Regions from separate parts of the Drosophila melanogaster genome. Here region 2 is linked to region 1. Evidence: chromatin contacts called from public Hi-C data. All regions are on one chromosome and are shown on one strand. The core of a region is the stretch at or near the end of the contact, and the rest is flanking DNA. Distances in the headings are between cores, read along the strand shown.

Evidence for each region. A called contact is a pair of places that touch in the nucleus more often than the background predicts.
Region 2: a contact with region 1 is called in a Hi-C map of the Kc167 cell line, with 2.3 times the contacts expected there. A contact is called at or near these places in 13 of 107 Hi-C or Micro-C datasets (the D17-c3 cell line, the Kc167 cell line, the ML-DmBG3-c2 cell line and 3 more) and 1 of 7 datasets of targeted methods (the Kc167 cell line).

Annotation. Positions count from the first base shown.
Region 1 is chr3L:1,926,661-1,929,667 of dm6, forward strand. It overlaps lncRNA:CR45826 (long non-coding RNA:CR45826), which reads right to left and starts at 1,492. Exons shown (of 1, transcript NR_133157.1): 1 at 963-1,492. The region is part of intron 4 of Dbx; the gene reads left to right.
Region 2 is chr3L:2,236,132-2,239,138 of dm6, forward strand. It overlaps ACXD (Adenylyl cyclase X D), which reads left to right and starts at 1,477. Exons shown (of 12, transcript NM_138984.4): 1 at 1,477-1,882; 2 at 2,177-2,419; 3 at 2,962-3,007. The coding sequence starts at 2,297. CG9018 reads right to left here and starts at 945. Exons shown (of 4, transcript NM_139444.2): 1 at 670-945; 2 at 1-598. The coding sequence starts at 820.

The DNA.
Region 1 (3,007 bases), core at 242-2,741:
GTCGAGGTGGCAGTATAATGAAATTATAACGAGCTGTAAGAAATTCATGTCGCCTGAGACGTCGGCCAGTTTTCATTGATTGCGCTGCGCACTTTTTTTCCCAGCCCGGCGGCATGCAATAATTAAATTAATTTTTGTAAGCCCAAAGGTGCCCTTTTCGCTTTCACAGCGCTGCCAACAATTTGCGTGGCCAATTCGGTCGTGTCACAATGTAATCGATCACAACTCAATCACGGCCAGAAGTCATCCCCTGAAATGCTGCTGCTGCTGCTGATGATGATGATGATGATGAGGAGGAGGCTGCTGATGACTGACAATGTCACGCCAAATTAGTGCAGCTCTTTTTGCAGCATTTCGCTGGCAAATGATTCATAAAAATTTCATAATTGCACAATAAGCGTGTCCAGTTGCTGGCAGCTCAGGAATTCATCAACTCATCATCGGCCAGGTCACGCCCCTTTCGGAGAAACATTTGCCTCATCGATCACTTACGCCCTAATGATCGTATAATGTCCGCGTCTGGAAAAAGATCATCCAGTATTTCATTTGTGAAAATGTAACTGTGAGATGGAAATTGCGAAATCTTCTCCACCAGCTACGGCGTTGAATAATGGTGATTGTTAAATGATTGATTTTAGCTAAATGGGTTGCTTTAAATTTATGAAGTTTACTTAGTTTACTTCATGTGGATCAGGCAACCCGCCTGCATTGTAAATTTCCTTGTAATGAACCACTTTTATGTGCAGTCTATTATAAGTTTTCAGTCTCAGCTGTTTTTGCTAATATACTTGGCTATGTTAAACTTAGACTTATATTTTCGGTTCAAACTTATTCTCGTGAAAGTTTCAACTATTATTTGATGATCATTGCCTAGACTTCAGCTATAAATCTTCGGCTTGAACACTTGAAACTGCAGTTTGTCAAAAGTGTGAAAATGGAGAGCAAGCAAAATGGTAAAACAAAAGGCAGGAAAAATCCCAGCGATGAAAAAAGCTGAAAGAAAACTCGGTGGCTACGGCAAAAATGTGCAAAAATGTCAGAAAAATTCGCAATCAAATCGCAGCGGGTGTCCAGCTTGCGGTGGCCGAGGCCCGGGCAGCTGGACACAGGACTCTGGATTCTGGATCCTGGAATCTGTATCCTGTGTGTGGAATTGTGACGGGGACACAGGACAAAGGACACACACAAAGTGTTGGCCAGCCGGCGGCGATGGGAGCTCCATTAACGATGGCTTTCTAACGAGTGGTTTGGGTCCGGATCTGGGGTTCCATTTTCCCATGTGGAATGGGTGATGAACGAGTGCGGATATTCACACTCGAGTGACACAGGTTGAGAGCGTGTGGGTGGGTGTGTGGATGTGTGGGTGAGTCCTTGTGGCCGGCTGCTTGAGTGTGGGTGCATTGCACTGCGCCTAGTTGTATGCAACATGATTTAAGGGCCTCCATCCTTGCTTTTGCTGCACTTTTTGCGGCCGCTTGTTGTTCACTTTGCTGCACAGTGCGCGCCATAAATATCAGCACACATTGCACTGCCCTGCAATTGGTGGTCCGGTTGGACTGGGCTCAGGACTTCGACTCGACGCCATTGTCCAGTGTCGCGTGCCCTGCGGTTTGGCAAACGCTGCATTGATGAGGATGCCCAGGTGATTCATCATTTCGAGTGTTGTTCATTGCAACGTTTATTGCGATTTTTACAAACGCACTCGAAAAATCGCTGGCGCCCGAAAACCGAAGCGTTTATTGCGACCAACGCGATTTATGGGCGGTTTTTGGTTTCACTTTTTTGAATGCAGGTCACGTTCCGAGTGTTATCAACTAATGGATTGATCTGTGTGTAGAATGCATTATTAGCTGGCAGGTCTGGTGCCAAATATCTGGGAACTATCTACTTTTCGTGAGCAGTGCCGTCGAAAATAGATAGTTATTTGCATTTGAATAGTTATTACTCAGTCATGCTGGCTATATTTAATGTCTAAAAAGAGAAATATGAAAGCTTTGAAAACCGCATATGCATATTATCTCAACCCTTCGCATTCAGCAGATACATACATACATGTATCTGCATTGAACAATATAACTGAGGATTCATGAACTCAATATAATCCCATGGCGCACACTTCTTCAATCAGTCACGCCCCCTTCGAAGGCGAACTGCAAGTGACAGTTACCAGCCTCATAATCCGCTGGCTATAAATTTAATTGCCATTAATGGCACTCGAAGACAGAAAGGCGCTGGGAAATGGGAAAAGGGAAAATGGGAAAGGGGAAAGCTGAAAGTTGGCCGCAGGCGGCTGCCAAAATCACGCGGCGGAAATGAAAACATCTTGAGGCCAAATGCGATTTGCATTTTTAAATCAATAAGGACTCAAAGACTCGGGACTTGGAGTATATATATTCATATGTGTGTGTGTGTGTGTGTGTGTGGAGACTTCAACCCCCGCACACACGTGTCTGGCCTGCTGCCCTCTCTTTCGCACAGAGCAACTTTTTAAGTGTCGTGTCCAAAACAAATTCGTCTGTTTTTGATTTGTCGAAAAATGGGGGAGCGAAAAAAAAGGAAGCGCGCAGCTCGAATAAAGGAAATTCCCGCCAACGCCCGGCAATCAACTGTGGAATTTCCACCCATTTCCCCCCTCCAATATCTCTCTTTCACTCCCCTGGCATTTTCACGTTATAAATATTTTTATTTTCCATTTCGTCTGGATTGTCTTTTGTGTACTTTGCCCGGATTCACGGGGGGAATTCCCACAGCATTCGCTTGTCTGCCTCTATTTGGCTTGCAATTTCGATTTCTTTCGCGGTGGCGACAGAAGCCAGCGGCTTTAAATCAAATTGCACAATAAATAATCCCCGAATTCGAATCGAGGGTATTTAACAACCGATATGCGTTGGTCTTTTACGCTGTTTGCCTCGGTTTTATGGTCCTTGTAATCCTTGAATTTAGTTTAGTGGTTTATGATCAAAAGAATTAGATGAGATTTGAGATAAAAAGTTGAACAAACTTTAAT
Region 2 (3,007 bases), core at 227-2,726, 310 kb after region 1:
GCGATACGTTCGCGCACCACAGCATCGCTGGATGCGGAGTTTTCGATGCTGGTCAGGGCCCTGATGAGCTCCTCGGGCTCCGGTGGCTCTCCCAAAGGCAAGTAGGGTGGCGTGTGGCCGTTCTCGGGTTCCACAGAAACTACTTCCTCCGTCGGAGGAGCTGAGTTCGCGCTGCTGCCTTGGACGTGATGGCGCGAGCGCTTGGACTTAGAGTGGCGATCCTCGTGCTTGCGCTTCTCGCGGCGCTCGGATTTCTCGGGCTTGCCGCTGCCGCCGTGATCCTTCTCCTTCTCGGGCTTCTCACTATCGCCATTGGTCTTGCCATTGCTGCTGGAGCTGCTGCCAGGAGCCTCCTTGTGTAATCGCGACCTCCAGTCGGCAATGGTCTTGGGATCGTAGACGCCCCGCTCCAGCCAGATGTTTAGGATCCTTCCCAGGCTGCCCAGCAACTTGTCCGAGTTGCACTTCTCGCCAATGTGGGCGAACACCTTGCCCAGCACAAGGCTGTACTCCTTGCCGTACTCCGGGCCCTTCTTCTTGCTGTTCTGGATCACGTCGTTGGCCAGGTACATGAAGGTCAGCTTCTTAGGCTCCGGCACTGTTTGGGGATGCATGTGTATTAGTAGGTGTGCTGCACTGAATGGCCAGTAACTGCCAGGGGATACCCACCGTTCTCCAGCTCCCGCTGCCAGGTCCTTACAATCGCTGCACTGTGTTTTCGGTGGTGAATTAGCCACAGGGAGAGCGTCTGGATGCTCTGCTGGCTGCTGTTTAGCTCGGCCAGCTTCTTGAGTAGCGCCGAATCCGTGAAGGCCGACATGGCTGCTGCTGCTTTTCCGCCGCTTTTCCGTACTTATTATCAAATCAGTCGAACGATTGCAATATTTGCAAGTTTCTGAAAAATAAACAGCTTGGAATGCGTATCTATTTTTGACCAAAATACCAAATACGGCTAGATCGCAAGCCGCTTCAAATTACGGCAACTGGTCACACTCGCTGTGGCGGGAAATCAGTTTTCTTCGAATTTCAACCGAAATTCTCCTGTTCGATTTTTTGCTGTCTTGTTCTCGAAAGTTGCAAAGTTGGTTGTTGAATACACTTTGCAAGAAATACATTTTAAAGTAATTGATTTTACCTCAAAGCAGAGTTGCCGTACAAATAGGGCTGAATATACCAGCTTCCAACGTAAACCGCTAGAGGGAGCCAGTACGAGGCGCCAGAAAAATTTAAATTTGAATTTGAACCTTAGAGCAAGCAGAATTATGGTTTATTTAACTAGTTTTGATAAATTACAATAATCCAGAGCAGACTTTTAATAATTTCACTTGACAAGCAAGCACCCTACGGCTGTGTCATCAATCAAGTGCCAGCGCCGCCAAACACTTTTCACACTGATAAGCACTCCACTTTCAGCACTCAACCATCGAGAATCCAAGTGCGAACGATTGGACAGGTGTGGTGGGCTCGTTGGAGCCCTCAGTTGGTCGCAGCAGTTGGTTGGAGTCGGTCGCGTGTGTTGATAGCAGCTCCGGCGGGCAATTAAGTCGGACGGAATCGAATCGGGGCGAGCGCTTATCGCGGCAAAAGAGTAATTTGTGATACCTGTCCGCCGTGTATTGGCTTGTTGGAGCGCAACGCGCTTAAGTGGTGTTAATTTTTTATTAATTATTATCGTATTTATTACCCAACGAAAGTGAAGTGCGAAATCGGTCGCCTCAAGTGCCCGGCCGTACGTGCAAAGCCCGTAAATAAATTACACAGCCATATAGCCCTGATCCTTACCTCTACACTCGCTCTCGCCCACCGCAGCTGATAATGCAGACGAATTCCGCCTGATCGATTCCCATTCCCATTTCGATTGCGATTTGGAGTGCGAGTGCGGGTGAGTTTGATTTACAGACCATTAGCTATTACCACTATCAACGGCACATTAGACAAATTGCTAAATTAGCTGCTGTTTTCGCCACCATATACGCACATACATACATGCATACGAACATACGAATCGCACAGCTCGCAGCCCGAAATCCAAAATCCGGAGAGCTTCTCCGCACACCTCCCTCTTTCTGTTGGCTCCGATAAGCGAAGCCCCTCAATTGACTGATTCAATGCCTATTGGGGGACTTTGCGGCTGAAACTCTGATAGCCGCTAGCTAATTGTTTGATCCGATAATAGGCGAAATAGGCAGCCAGCCTCTGATTCTGAGTAGCTGCCACCGAAAATGAGCCCGCCACATTGATCATCTGATCTCCCATCCACCCAATCCAATCTGAACTGAACTGAACTGGCGCCATCATGGACTCCTACTTCGACTCGGCCATCGAGTACAATCGATCCAACCCCATCAGCCTGGCCAGGACCAGCAGCCAGGCCCAAACCGTGCAGAACGAGAAGAACTGGGAGTGGTCGTACCTTGTGGTGAGTGCCTCGTCTGAAGGATGCGTCGAAAACATTCAGCACTGCAGTGGTGGAAAGTTTTATTCCCGCGTAGCTTTATCTTTATATGGGTCCGCCAATCTTTATAAGCCATCACTAAAATCTGAGTTTACCCAATTGCAACCGAATGCAAAGTTCCTGCGCTTTATAGAACAGCTGAATAGGTAGTGATTCACCGTTGCATATGTAGTAAAAATCTATTTTACTGAACTGAAAACTTATGCAAATTATTTCAACTTGAATTATAGTATTTTCTCGAGCGTCCAGTTTGAAAAGTCTCAATTAAGGTTAATGATGACAGCCATTTTAGACAAGTATGAATGGCACTTGTTAGAGCAACGTTAGCAACGAACTTAATCTTAGTCTGTACGAAGGGCAAAAGTAAAATATATAACGTAAAAACTACTCTACAGTTAATATTGTAATGAAAGCCAGGCACAACGTTTACCAATGTACTTGATACCATCTGGCGGTTCTTCTTTCCATATGTCATACTCATACCTCTAATCACTCAAATCCCACAGAGAAAATGTCGCAACCTGGAGCTGGAGGACTCGTACGACCTATACA